Regions from separate parts of the Anser cygnoides genome. Here region 2 is linked to region 1. A link is a contact called in public Hi-C data. All regions are on one chromosome and are shown on one strand. The core of a region is the stretch at or near the end of the contact, and the rest is flanking DNA. Distances in the headings are between cores, read along the strand shown.

Region 1 (7,068 bases), core at 3,087-5,586:
AACACTGATCTTTGTGTTATTGGTGGTAACGGTCTTTATATGACATGGTATTGGGTAATTCTAAGCAGCTTTTGTTCTATAGGGGTGTCTCTGCCCCACATTAATGCCCCCCTTGCCACAAAAAATCAATGTCTTACAGTGAAAAACAGATGGGGATGCAGACGTATTTTTGAGCGTGATGTAAAAACCCACAAGCATGAAGTAAAGTTTTCCCCTCCAGCACACGCTACCAGCAGCTCCTAGAACGGGGAGCTCCTGAAGGTCGGCCCTGTTCTGCGTGCTGAGGAGCAGATGGCTCAGCTTCGTGGGCTTCAGGCACCGGGAGTGGTAGTGGCACAGTCCCTCTGTGAGGCTTGGTCACTTACGATGCTTAGTCCCTTGAGGTAGATTTTTCAGTAGCATTACTAAGAATTTATTTCTGGAAGTTGTGTGAAAATGCTAAACAAGCTCTTAGGTGTTGAACAAACCGAGGGCTCTGAAGCCACAAAACCCCAGGGCTCTGTTTTGCCATGGCCAAGCCCGAGATGATGTGCTTCTGCTAGCCCTCGCTGCAAGATGAGGGGACGTATCTGGGCCATGTACTGTAGACAACAGGTGTGTACGGTGAATCGTGAGGGTCTGGCAAGGTATCAAGGGGTGAGAACCACCGTGTTTGGCAGTGCAACGTTAAAGGCTTTCTATAGTTGGTGGGGGTTCAGTAACAGTGTAAAATGATCATCTTTATGTCAAGTACTCAGCCTTGTGACTAGGAACCGAGGCTCCCTCACCAGCCCCAGCACAAGCTCACCAATGCCTTCCATCACCTGCAGGTGAAGCAGGTGGCAGGGGAGTTGCAGAAGGAGATGCTGGTAGGAATTCCAACTCAGGGCCGTGTCCCAGGTCCATACTGACTACCACTGTCAGTGACGTGACTGATGACCTGCTATCCTGGTTTGGATAGCGCCTGGCATCACGGAGACATGAGCTGCATCCAGTCCTCGTACAGCAATGCACATAAATAACAGCGATCTAAATGGTGAGTTCCTGCGCCGGTGCTCCAGGGCCCCCTTATCGCTGCAGATCAGTGGAGTCTTATGGGTGACAGTTCATAAATCCTGAGTTATTTACTGTGCACCACCTGTTTCAAGTAGTAAATCTCACTTTCATTTACCCAAAGTTAACTTCTTTTTAGAGGGAATAGTGTTGCCCGTGAGCCTTTTGGAAGATGTATTGATTACAAGTTCACAAAACTCAAGGCTAATGGACAGTTTGGGTGGGTTCCAGGACGTCAGGAAATCAGTTGTGCCCCTTCTGGCTGATCTTGAAAGTGTCAGGGCTCAGTAACACTATCCAGAGGCAAGCAGAAAAATGAAGCAAGAAGAAAACACTCTCCTGCTGTACGTTACTTGTCTCTGATCTGGGCTACACGATCAGTCTGGAGCGGTGCTGTGCATGAAGTTGGAGGGGTAATTACACAGGGCAGGGCACCTCCCAGTGGGGTTTGGTGAATTAGGAAAGCAAGTCAGGCAAACCCGTTTAATGTTTTGATACCACACATCAGGAAGGGGGGAAAGACTTCAGTCTCAAGGATACGAAGTATATTTTGCAAGCGTGATGTATCTGTAGAAAAACATTTTTGTTGACTACCAGATCGCTTCACTCCTGTTAAAACTAAGGGCAGCATTCACGTGGGCTGCATTAGTAAGGGAGAAGGATTTTCGCAAGCAAATATTTTTATCTGGAAACCAGATCTACCAGGAGATGCGAAAATGTAAAGACCCAATTCTTAGATCTCTTGCACCAATAAATTTCTGTGAAAGAAAAAACAAGGCTGATGCCTATACTTGTGCTGCCTACAGATTGCAGGCAAGTACTTTCTTTAAACTCTGTTTTCTGAAATAATACTTTGGAAGATCTGTTTCATTCAGAACGGGAAATGAAATTTGTTGCAGGCACAGCCACTTTGCTGTATGGAGCTAAATGGATTGAATGTAGTTATCTGCCTGATGTACTCCCTGGGCATAATGGAGTCTTCTGACCACGTCAAAAGGGGAAGAAAGGCAAGCCACTTGCATTTTGTGCCTCTGTGGATAAAGTGGAACAAGATGAACCCATTTAATTTGCTACATGAAAGCAGACTTGAAGCATATTGGTTGGTGTGTGTTGTGTTTTTTTTTTTTTCTAGAAGCCAGTGGCATGGGTATTCTTTCTGTGCTTGGCAAATGCATGTCACAGACAAGCGATCCCACCAGATAATGTTGTCACTAGCACTTAATGTCAAACGGGGCTCTTGTAAGTCATCCTTGCGGCTTTGACTAATGAAATGCCGAGTGAACTGATAAGTGTCCCTTTCACAGCCAGCCTGACAAAATGTGGGAAAAGCTACATCTGAGCAGAAGCCTGGCTTCTGTACCCTTCCATCACTCCAGGAGATGGGATGGGATTTGCTCTCTTAGCTCTAGCTGGAAACAATGGGCACATGATGGGTTGAAGGTGCACTTACTCGTTTATTTGGTATTTCAGCAAGGCCTCATTCAGAATATGAAATTGTAAGTCTTTTTTCCTTTTATTCCCAGAAAGGATTTAAGTTTGAACTTATTTTTGCTACATATTTGTGGGGCTTTGGGGTATCAGACCCCAAGAACACTTTGTTCCATGAGATCTAGTGATCTCATCTCTCTGTATCCCTGCTCTCTTTCCCATTCTTTGCATGCCATGTCTACACAGGCTTCAGGTGTTTCAGACCTTCAGTGGTTTGCTGATCAAGTCTTTATAGCCTTATTTTCCATAATCATTTTAGTAGTTGCTTTGAAACCTCTGTTCCAAGCTTAACCAGATGTGAATTACAAGCCAGAAGCTCTTGAATAGAGCCTGTATCTAGAAAGAGGCAATTTTCCATACACCACAAACAGCAAAACAGACTTGCATCAGTGGAGTTTCTTGTAATACAAGTACTAGTGGTCCCTGTACAGAACTAAATGGATCAGACTGAATTAGGTAGTGACAAAGATCTTAACAGAGATATCAAGGGTACAGTAAACACAAAATATAAATGATCTCCTCCAACCCTACCTGGAAACCCTGCCAGCTTGGGCTGTTGTACCATGCCCCGTGTGGTGGAATTTCTTGTCTGGAGACACATCTCAAAAAGAAGAACCTGATCAAGTGTCACTATTTGAACTTACACAGCCTCAATCCTGTCTTGAGAAAAAGAGATTTTGTTCCAAAGGAAGTCATGAATGTTTGAGTCTGCGCCTGTGCATCCCAGTGAGTCCGACCAGCCCAGAGGCAGGTCCTGCCAGGGAGAGGGCCGCAGCAGGGCAGCCTTGTCCCAGTGGCTTCCCCGTGTCAAACAGTGGGATGAGTGCGTTTCCCCACAGCTGACAGCTTCTGAGAATTCATCAGCATGGGACTTTTACCCCTTCACGTGTGGTTCTTCAGTAATTGTTGTGAATGAGCTCAGCTCCGAGTCATTTAGGATCTTGTCAGAGTGTTTGTGCCTAAATGGCCTTGGTGGGGCAGGTGGATGTTTTTCCTGAAGATGGTGAAATGAAGCTCTCCAAATGCTGGGTGTGCCAAAGCTGTGCCCTCAGGCCAAAAACTTGGTCAAGAGCCACCACGTTACAGGCACTGACCAGGTGATTTTCCAGAAGTGATTATAGTAAGGAAACAGAAGACAAAGAGGAAAGTGTCACTTCAACATTATAGATGGTGTTGGGAGGAGAATACCCGTTTTAGTGGAAATAATCCATTTACTAACAGCATGGGTTACGCCAGTAGAAAAGGGTTTGTCCTGCTTTCACTTGGCTTCTTTCCAGTGTGAGTAAAGGTGTATTGCAGACACAGCCTGTATGCAATGCGGGCTGGCAGGGATGAGATAAACCTCTGTTAGAGGAGCAAACTCTTTCATCTGGAGAGAAGACCCGAAATGCCTTTTCCAACCCACTTAAGAAGGTGAGGGCTGAAGACTCCTTCCCTGCTGGCTGACAAATTTCATTAGGCTCAGCTTTCACACAAAAGTAAATTAAAGCTAAAGAAAGCACAACAGGGAAAAGTCCCATCATCTCACAGCACGGCTCACCTGCAGAGAAGTCTTTTTTTGACAATTCTTTTTTTTGGTGTTGTTTTTAATTTCCTAATTAGAAATAATGATGTGTTTCCTGGGTCAAGAAGACCTCCTTGCTGTGAAATATTAGACCACTTTTGACAGTGTAACTAAAAATAGGCAGACACGCACACGTGTATGTGCACACATTAGCAAGAATAAACATGCAATGCTTTTTGCTTAATTATGAACATACTTTCTTCAGAAGAAAAACGCCTTTGCCTCTAGTTAGTTGTTTCTCAAGTAAATAGTGAGAGGGAGTTTTCTGAAGAACAGATGGACTGGAATGAGGAATAGAAATATTTTCAGTCAAAGAGGGGCTGGATGATGTAATAAGCCACAGGAACAAAGTTCAGTTATTTTGTGCTCTCATCCAGACCTCAGAGCTGAAAATGCCTCTGTTGTTAATTTCAGATTCATCTGCTTTTGAAGGCTGGCTCTGTCTTTAAATGCTATTATAATACAGAGTTAAACTGAGCAAATAGTGATTGAGCAATGATGGAAGAATATATTTGTCAGTGCTGGAAGCGCGTGGGTGGTGTTTGCACTGCAGACGATAGGCCAGATATGTGTTTGATCGTGCTGGAGGCAAAAGGATGTACCTTGAGTAACCTTAGTGAAGGTCCTCAAGACCTGCATCTGCCTGGCTGAAGTGAAGCTGGCTTTTGAGGTCTGGCCTTTGAGGGCTCGATAGCTGCTCACGAATGCTTCTAGACACGTGGCTAGCTCTTGTGCTGGTGACTGACCTCCTCCCTGCTCCGCTCACCCACAGGGCTCTGCTGTGAGGGCTTGGAGGTGTGCACCTGTCCCACGGGGAGAGGGGAGCTCGTGCAAGGCCGAGGCAGAAGGAAGGGGATGAAGGAGTGATGGGGGCCTTGCTCAAGAGCTTGGTGCAATTTAGTACACGACTGTGGGGTGAGAGTTAAAATGACGGCAGTTGGAGCAGTTTGGTGAGCCTTTTGCAGTCAGGCCGGACGAGGCCGCAGCTTCTGAGGGAGCCCAAGCAGACTTCACCTATCGTAGCTCTAGCACTAGTGGTCATTTATCCTTACACTGTTCCGTTAGAAAAATGCCAAATGGTTACAAGGTGCTCCCAAAGGAGAATACAGCCATGATGGTTGTGTGACATTGCAGTAGGCCAATTTACTCAAGTGGAGAAATCTTTATTACCAAGAGCTCCTTGGTAAGTAGAGACATGTCTGCCAGTCCATCCTTTGGCTACAGACAGAGAAGACTCTCGTGTGCTAAGCACAAATTCCATGGAAGGAGACAGCCCTGGCAGAAGCACTCCTCAACAGAAAATATGTGCAGGAGGAAGGGCAGGTATGTGGTATGGAGTCTTGAATACTTGCCAAGGAGCTGGTCTATGTATTTCATCTCTCTGAGGAATCCCAGAGTCTGTGTGATACAGTGAAGGTCCTCTGAGATGGAGCGTTTCTGGCCATAAGTAACGTTCCTGTTTACTCCCACTGACGCTTTATGTAACAGTCCTGCTCTACTCCTGACTGCTTGTCAGATCAAAAATAGCTTTCCTTCTGACGGATGTCTTCATGCTGGAGGGGAACCGTGGGGATTTTCTTATGTTATAATACCTGTTCTTGCTGTTGGTCATATCAGTGCTGTCTTCTGAAGGAGCGTGGAGGCTTGAAAATGGATGATGAAGGTCCAGGTGCTGAGTACCCATATTTTTTATTTTTCCTGGATATTTCCTTACCAGAAGTAAGGATTTATAAGAACAAGGTTGTTTCTGGGGGATAGAGAGACTATGATCAGTTAGGTGCTTTGAGGAGTTTTCCCATTAAAACACAAAATAAAAATCCTAATATCATGATCTCGACTTTACATTGGGTTTCTGACTTTGCCATGTAGTGTTTTCATTTACATTGTGGAAGGCAAGGCTGTTTGTGCTAGGAAAATGATGCGAAGGCAAACATCCAAGCATGTCCGTGGTACTCAAAACTGATGATACATTCCAGCTGCCTACGACCTGATCCCAAATCAACTGCTCATATGGCAGCACCAACTGGAGGGATGTTTAAATTGCCTTGAAACATTTAAAAATAAATACATTAATAACAATAATAATAATAAAACTTTTAGTCCCTATGTGCGGTTTCTTCTTCCCCTTCTGTGAGAAGTGGAAGGTACAGCACTGCTGGTGAAATACCATGGTTCAGTGCTCCAGGGGCCCCATCACAGTGTGAGGCAGGACCTGAAAATCGCAGCAGCATCTTAAAGCAATTCAAGGTGTCAACAACCACGTTTCTGTCAGGAAAGCTGCTTTGAGGATGCACCAAGCTCATCTTCCAGCGCTCGCTGAGGTCATGCCTCAGCTCATGTTCAATGAACAGCAAAGCTTGTGGTGATGAGTTGGGCTCTGATTCTTTCCGAATCTTCTACCTCACTTGGAGATTTACCAGGACAAAAGTTCCCACTGGATCGTTTTGAGCCATCTTCCTTCTCTGTTAAAGAGAGGAAGAGAGGCAGCAGCTAAAACTTGATCTTGTTCAGAAGAGCTCTAATTATTTATGTCCCTTTTATGGACTGCTGCTTCCAGCAGCTTTCTCTCATGTTGCGGTTGTGGGTTGCACTGACTGGTACTGCTGTGTGTTCAGCTGGGCAAATATCGCCTGCCATGCTCCATGAATGTCCTCCCTTGATCAAAAAACTAGAGTTTCTTTCAGCTGTGTTTATTTCTCTCTTTGTCTGCTTTCTTTCCATCTCCACCCATCCACCATACCCCCACCAGTAAGACCTGCTGCATGCTTTTTCTTGATGCTAACACAACCAGAAAATACAGTTGCTTTTAATTTTGTGTTATTTTTTGGACTAGACCTCCAAAAATTGTGCTTTCACCTCTCTTCCTCATATCTGCTCAGTAAGCAGTTTTGAGATATTTCAAGGGATAAATGTCATGTTCATGTATTCCAAAACTCCAAGGCCTTGGTTACATGGGGGATGCCTGCCCAGAATAAGGCAACAGA
Region 2 (7,068 bases), core at 3,201-5,700, 190 kb before region 1:
ATCTCCTGCTTGTCCCTTTCTGTCCTGGATTTTACAGAAAGTATGGGGGCCTCCCAAGCTGTCATCGAAGCAGCTCTCTCAGCCAAAGCAGTGTGAGAAGTACTGGGCTGATATTTCTGGATAAATTAGGTTTTGGCTCTGCAGATTGGATTTGGTTTTTTTGCACCCAGGTGGAAGCGAACCCTTTGCTGTAAAAATGCAGATGATTCCTCAAACTCTGAAGATGGAGCCAGGCTATTCTTGGGTGCCCAGTGAAAGGGTGGGAGGCAATGGGCACAAACTGAAGCACGGCATGTAATGGTTAAATGTAAGGAAACACTTTTTCACTGTGATGGTGGTCGAACACTGCATCAGGTTGCCCAGAGAGGGCGTGGAGTCTCCATTCTTGGAGATATTGGGAACCCAACTGGGATGGGGTCCTGCTCCAGCAGACCCCGCTGCGATGCTCTCCAGAGGGACCTCCAGCCTTAGCCCTTCTGGGCTTCTGCAACCACTAAGAGCTGATCACAGAAAACAGAAAAACAGAGTTCTTGGAGCCTTGATTTTTGCTGCAAAGAGAAGATAACGTCCACCACAGCCTGCAACACTCTGCAGACACAGCTTTGCTCCTCCATGGTTGCCACAGAGCTTCTGGATCTACCTGGAGACATCTGCGTGGTGGAAAGGTGGGAACCAGCCTCAGGGGAAGCCTCCTACCCTGAGCCTCCTTCAGAAGGCCGGAACCTGGGCGTGGATTTTCGTTGCAGCTCTTGAGGGGTTTCCTCAACCTTGGCGGTGCTTTCCAGGTCTGACGAGAGGCAAAGATGATGTCAGAAGAGTCAGGTGGGAGGCAGGAACAGAGGCCCATGGAGATTGAGGCTAATCTGGAAGAAGGAGGAACACAAGTGGAGGCCGGGCACTGCAAAGGCGCTGTGAGGCCGCACATGCCTCCTTTTACATTTGGCCGTGTGGATTCTCCTGCAGGGACGTACCAGAGAACCATTGTGCAGTCTTTGGCCCAGAATCCACAGACACCGCGACATGCAAATCTCCAACTCTAGAGCAAAAGTGCCTTCCAGAGAGGGACAAGCGATGCTGTCCCATCTCGTAGAGCAAAAATGGCAGCACCCAGCAACTCATCAGCCTGAGCTCCCCGCATCCCGGCCCAGCATCTCCACTGGTGACTACACACGAGCAACACCACCCTGACCCTGCTGGACACAAGGCAGCTTCCCGCCGGCAGAATGCACTTCCCAGGGCTCAGCATCCACGCAGGATGGAGCCCACCGGAGAAGCAGGGCGGTGTGAGGAAGGGGAAATCTGCTCCCACCCCCAGGAGCTGCCTGCAGGTTCACGGCTGTTGCTGCACAGGGAGGGCTCGCTGCAGAAAGCGTCGCAGCGCGTAGATCCTCCCACTGATCGCTTGTGGGTGAAGTGCTTCACCAGGCCAAAGTCATCTGACATTTTTCTTGCGGGCGGCTGAAGCTAATGAATCCAGATTAGGCAGTGCGGAGGCTGGGGAGCTAGATTTCTGCTGAATATATACGAAGACAAATGTAAATTCTAAATTTCTAGGGAGTATTTTTACCCTGGCTCAGCGTTAGTGTTGATAAAAATAGTCACAAATTAGTGCAGGAGTAGAAAGTAAATTTGGGGTTTTTTTTATTTTATTTATTTATTTGTTTAATTTTACTGTTAAAGCCGTGCATCTATTTCTCTACCAGGAGTTAACCTCTTACATGCAATAATGAAACATTGTGTAAACAATGAACAACTGCCCTTCCCTGACAGATTTACTCCTACTTCAATTAAGTGATTAGTGAAGAGAACTGAAGTTAAATTATATATATATGTATATATAAAGTGATTCAATCCCAGAAATTCAGCACTGCAAGGAGGATGCTAAGGATGGTAGCATCAAACCAGCCCTCCTGCCTGTTTCCCTAGCAGCTAAATGTGCTTGCAAAGGTGACAGGGAGGGAGGCACTAACTCTGCTGTACAGGTGGGAAAACCTACTAACTGTGCTGTTACCTCTTGTCCTGCCGTGACTCTTGGTCTTTGTTTCTGCAACATAAAACAAAGATCCAGGTGGAAAATAGACGCCAAAACACAGCCCTGGGTAGAAAAAAGACATCAAAACACAGTCCCCGGGCTCAGGAGGTGAGAGGCGGTGGCAAAGGGAGTGAGGAACCGGAGGTGGCGGCTGCCTCAGCATCGCAGGGGAGCAGAGAATGGATGAGGACAAAAGCACCCCGAACCCAAGATGTGGCTGTGGCCACGGTGGGCTGGAAGGAGGGGGGAGTCCTCCCAGACAGGGACAAGGAGCAGAAGGATGCGTGCACACCTTTGTGTCAGGCACCCGCAGCCAGCTGAGGTGCGGCACGGAGAAGGGAGCCATCCGCTTGCTACTGCACAGCGTTGTCCTTGTCCCCAAACGCTTGGGACCCTTCAGAGCTGAGCCGAAAGCTGCTCATTTCTGGGCACCGACCTTTGCTGGCACCAAAGCCACGTGCACGGCAAGACCAAAAGTCACCGAAAGCCCCGAGGCGGCCCCCGGCCCCAGCTGCGTGCGTCCTCTCTGCCTCTTCTGCTCTCCGCAGGAAACCAGATGTGGGTGCCTGCTCCTTTGCAGGGCACCGAGGAGCGCAGAGCTCTCGGCAGAGCTTCCTCTGCAGGGGAGATGCGCCGGGAGGCGGCGGGGGGACGGCACGCGGGGACCCGCCGCCGGTGCACGGTGATGACTCGGTTTCATCTCGCTTTTGGCTTCGCTGCATTTTGGAGCAGCTGACTCAAGAGGGCAGCAAGCCGACAGGCTGGCACAGCCTCCAGCTGCCAGCCCTGCCCGCCCCTGACCCCGCCACGGGCCTGTCCCCCCGCGGGGCTGTGTTCACCATAACCCCACCGTAACCCACGCTCCTGCCACAGGAGGTGGGAGAAGCCGGGGGGGCTCTATTGCCCCCTCCCGATGTTCCCCGGCTCCTGGCTGGGCAGGCAGGGATGCCACGCTGCTGCTGGGTGACGTTCTCTGGCCCTCACCTTCACTGGCGAGAAATCTGGTCTTGCCTCTGCAGGTGATGCGCCTGGAACCTGTCCTGCTCGGAGGTTTACGTGTTCGCTAACGTGACCACAGGACGGAGGTGAAGCGCATCCCTGCTCACAGCGGTTACTGCTGCCTCCCAAAGGGGAGCCCAGGAGCCCCCCTAAAATTCCTGGCACTGAGCGTACCCCCAGTAGGCTGAGCATGCTCAGTACACCAAGGGCTTTAGACCCAGATGTGCCTTCTTTGCACAGCCCACTGCTGTTCCACTTAGGAATCGAAGGTACTTTGAGAAATGTTCTGAAAGGTCAGCTATTTTCACAGTGGCTTGCATAAGAACCTCAACATCCTTTGCTGCAAGAGTGGCGTTAGTAACTTCCTACTGCAACGCTGAATCACAATAGCTTCCCACAGCAACCAGCAGTAAAAATAAACTGGGCAAGGGGAAGTGGACAGCTTCAGCTGTTCCGCTTTCTCAGGCACACACTTGAGTCACAGAGAAGCAATGTAGAAGCAGACGTTTATTTTGCTGATAGCAATGAAATCCACGAACGGCTCTGAGCACGGTCCTGCTGAAAGCACAGGGTTTTGTAACGGGATGCTCGACGTGCTCGAAGTTCAGCATGTTCCCAAGTGCTGCGCTGGTTCTGCATTCCCATTAGGGTTATGCTTAACGACCAGGCTAAAAGGAGACAGGCTGGGGCTGCGTGCTTTATACAATCCAGCATGTATTTTTTTGCCTAGGCACACAGCATCATTCGAACAGCAGCTTTAAAGCCTGTTACAACTCAGACTGCGTACGTGTGTTTGTGTGCGCGTGTGCAGGGAAGGGGGGTGTTACAGAACGACATCTTTCCCGTTACACAAGACACATCCCGGGCCTTGACTTTCAGCCGGCTGGGAAAAACCCCGCAGACACCCAGCCGGGTCCCTGAGCCTGGGAGTCTGCTGCTGGGGCAGACCCAGGCCCTTTACCCTCTGTGGCAGTATTTTCAGGGAGGGCGTAGAGCGAGGGGCTACAGTGAGAAGAAGCTGTTGCCACGAAGGCACGGCTCGTCCGTCTTGGGCTGGGAGCGGCTGATGCCCGCGGGGATTTGGGGAGCGCAGGCCTGGAGGATTCCCGGGGGGGGGGCCTGGACCCGCCGCCGCCTCCCCGGGCCTGGGTCCCGCCGCCGAGGCCCGCGGGACCCCGCGCCCCTTCCCGCGCTCGGCGGCCCCGCCCCTGCCCATATACGGCCGCCCGCCTCCCTCCCGCCGCGCCCTCATTGGCTCCGGCGGACGGCGGGGGCGTGGCGGCGCGGGAGGGGGCGCGGCCTGTCGGGCGCGCCATGGCGGGGCGGGGCGCGCCGAGCTGTGCCGCGCCCCCGGCCCCCCCCGGCCCGCCCCCCGGCCCGCCCCCGCGGCACGACCCGGCGGGCCGGCGGAGAGCCCCGCTTTAAGGGAGGCCGCCGGGATGGGGCGCGCCGCCTAGGGCAGAGCGGGGCCGCCGTGCTCCGGGCCGCAGGCAGCGCGCAGCGCACGGCCGGGCCGAGCCCAGCCCAGCCCAGCCCAGCCCAGTCCAGCCCAGGGAGCCGCGGCGGGGGTGGCCGCTGGGGGCCGGGCCCTCGCTCGCTCGCTGGCCGCCCGCCCGCCCGCCGCCGCCGCCGAGCCCCATGAAAACGCAGGTCTGGGGGAGCTCCCCGCGGGCGCCCATGGCTGCGGCGATGCCGTGCAAGAGCGCGGAGTGGCTGCAGGAGGAGCTGGAGTCGGGAGGCGGCCGGTCGCTGCTGCTGCTCGACTGCCGCCCCCACGAGCTGTTCGAGAGCTCGCACATCGAGACCGCCATCAACCTGGCCATCCCCGGGCTGATGCTGCGCCGCCTGAAGAAGGGCAACCTGCCCATCCGCTCCATCATCCCCAACCACGAGGACAAGGAGCGCTTCGTCAAGCGCTGCAAGGCCGACACCGTGCTGCTCTACGACGAGGCCACCGCCGACTGGCAGGACGGCGGCGCCGCCACCTCCGTGCTGGGGCTGCTGCTCCAGAAGCTGCGCGACGACGGCTGCAAAGCCTATTACCTGAAAGGTGAGCTGCCCCCCGCCCCGGAGCCCCGGCCGGCCCTGCTCCCGCACCCCCCCCCCGCGCCGCCGGGTGCAGCGATCCCCCCCGGCTTTAATCCCCGGAACAAAATGGTGGGAGGCTGCCAGCGCCCCGCTGCCTTCTCCCCCCCCGGCAGCGGCGGCAGCCTTCGTGCCCGGCGGGGGCAGCCCCCTGCGTTCCCCGCAGCCTCCCCTGCCCCGACCCCAGCAGCCCCCGGCTGGGTCGCTGCAGCCCCCGCGGCGCCCCACGCCTCTCCCCTTCAGAAAGGGCCTCCGTCCCTTGTATTTCCCTTCCCCAAAAAAAGCCGCCCGCACCCCCCATTCACTTTCCTTGGAAACAGCAGCCTGTCTGGGAGGGGGCTGCCCCCCCCCACCTCCCCCGTAGGACGATGCAGGAGCCGGGGGGGGGGGGACCCTGCGTATCCCCCCCCCCCCCCGCACATGCCCTTTCCTGCGGTTTTGGGGTATCTGGGGACCGTTTCGGAACATCCCGGCGGGCCTCCGTGTGGGGCTGAGCGGAGCCCGCAGCCGGGCTGCCGGCCCCTTCCCGGGCTGCCGGTGCGGTCGCTGGGTGGCGGCGTTGGGGCAGGAATAGCAGCGGAGGCGAGGCGGCCCTGCGGGGGAGGGGTGCGAAAGCTGCCACTTGCAGCCCTTTAAAAACGCTGCTGCTCCTTAATAGACCCTTTTATGGGAGCCGGGGGAGCCCCTGGTATGGGCCTGGGGAGGCAGGGAGATAGGCAGGTATTTGGGGACGAGCCCCCAGAGCGCACTGCTCTGCACCAGCCTCCTCGGAAAGCGACGTGGAGGGGGGGACCCAGGCCCCGAGCACAGGGACTGGCCCTCTTCCCCGTGCCCCCCTTCCCTCTGCTCCCTGCCGGTGCTGGTGGGCGAAGCCCCCAGCCCGTCCTGGCTTCGAGCTTCCCAACGAGCCCTGCTGCTCCTCCGCTTTGACTTCGTGTTTCTCTCCCCGTCGTCCTCCTCCTCCTGGAGAGGAGGGAGCAGCTTTGAAGTTGCTCTGAGCTGTCCCTAACGGGCGGGGGGCTGGGGGTGAGCCCCTTTCTCTGCCTCTTTCCGGGAGCCTTGGTGGGAAATGTTTCCAATTAAAATTCCAAAATGGCTCCTCGGCGCTGTCTGGCTGCGCGGGAGGGAGGAGGAGGAGGAGGACAAGCCTTTTTTCATGAATGGATGTGGCAGGAGCTATCTGTCCTGCTCGGTGACCCCGCCACAACCACCGAACCCACTAACAAAGTTTCCAGGAGGCCTTTCTAATTAAACCATTTGTCAGTGTCAGATACTGATGGCTGGATGCTGGTTTAATGTTGCCTGGAAGGAGGCAGATTGGTGGGGTTTTTGCTGCTCTCTCTGCCTTCCTTCCCAAGATGTCGAGCTGAGGAGCTGGAGGGGAGTGAGTACTTAGGGTACATGAGGGGTCCCATCCCTCCTCAAGCCAGCTTTGGTTTGGGTGAAGAACGAACCCGTGGAGCTGCCCTGTCACAAAGCACGTTCGCAGTGATAAATTAGGTGTGAGAATGGCTCTTTGGCAAAACTTATGGCCTTTTTCCCTGCTAGAAGGTGAATTATTTTATGGGGTTTTAGTGTCTGAGCTGGGCCTTTGCTTGTTGTTCTTGGTTTATCTCTTCAGACATGGATACTTTTGTGCTTTTCTGCCTAGGTGGCATAATAGCTCTTGCCTAAACTGCCCTAGCCCCGTGTGCCAAGAAGCTAAATGAGGCGAGATTGTCTCTTGCCATTTATTTTATTTTTGGATGTTTGTTTCTTTTGATGCAGTTGAGATTTGGCCTGTATTTATTAAACTTAGTAAGGAACTTTCTTTGCTTGGGACCCGTTTGCCCAGTAACAGGCTGCTGGGGAAGGCGAAGGAGCAGGGAGATGGCTTTCTCGGGTTGCTTTTCGGGTAGTTGGAGGCATAGCAGCCAATTGCTGGCAGAGACTAAGTAAATAACGTGTGTGTG

What was found. Hi-C and Micro-C count contacts between places; a contact is called where the count stands out from the background.
Region 2: a contact with region 1 is called in a Hi-C map of liver, with 2.3 times the contacts expected there. The contact joins the promoter of DUSP7 here to the enhancer-like site in region 1. A contact is called at or near these places in 2 of 7 Hi-C or Micro-C datasets (both in liver).

Annotation. Positions count from the first base shown.
Region 1 is chr10:17,453,234-17,460,301 of Taihu_goose_T2T_genome, reverse strand. No RefSeq gene overlaps it. Among named protein-coding and RNA genes, the nearest start is that of RPL29, 120 kb to the right of the region's middle. Within about 2 kb of position 4,336, at least 2 of the 3 cell types and tissues checked have open chromatin away from gene starts, as enhancers often do. A contact at or near this core is called in liver, where this site is marked.
Region 2 is chr10:17,640,878-17,647,945 of Taihu_goose_T2T_genome, reverse strand. DUSP7 (dual specificity phosphatase 7) reads left to right here and starts at 4,450. Exons shown (of 3, transcript XM_048074605.2): 1 at 4,450-5,081. The coding sequence starts at 4,670.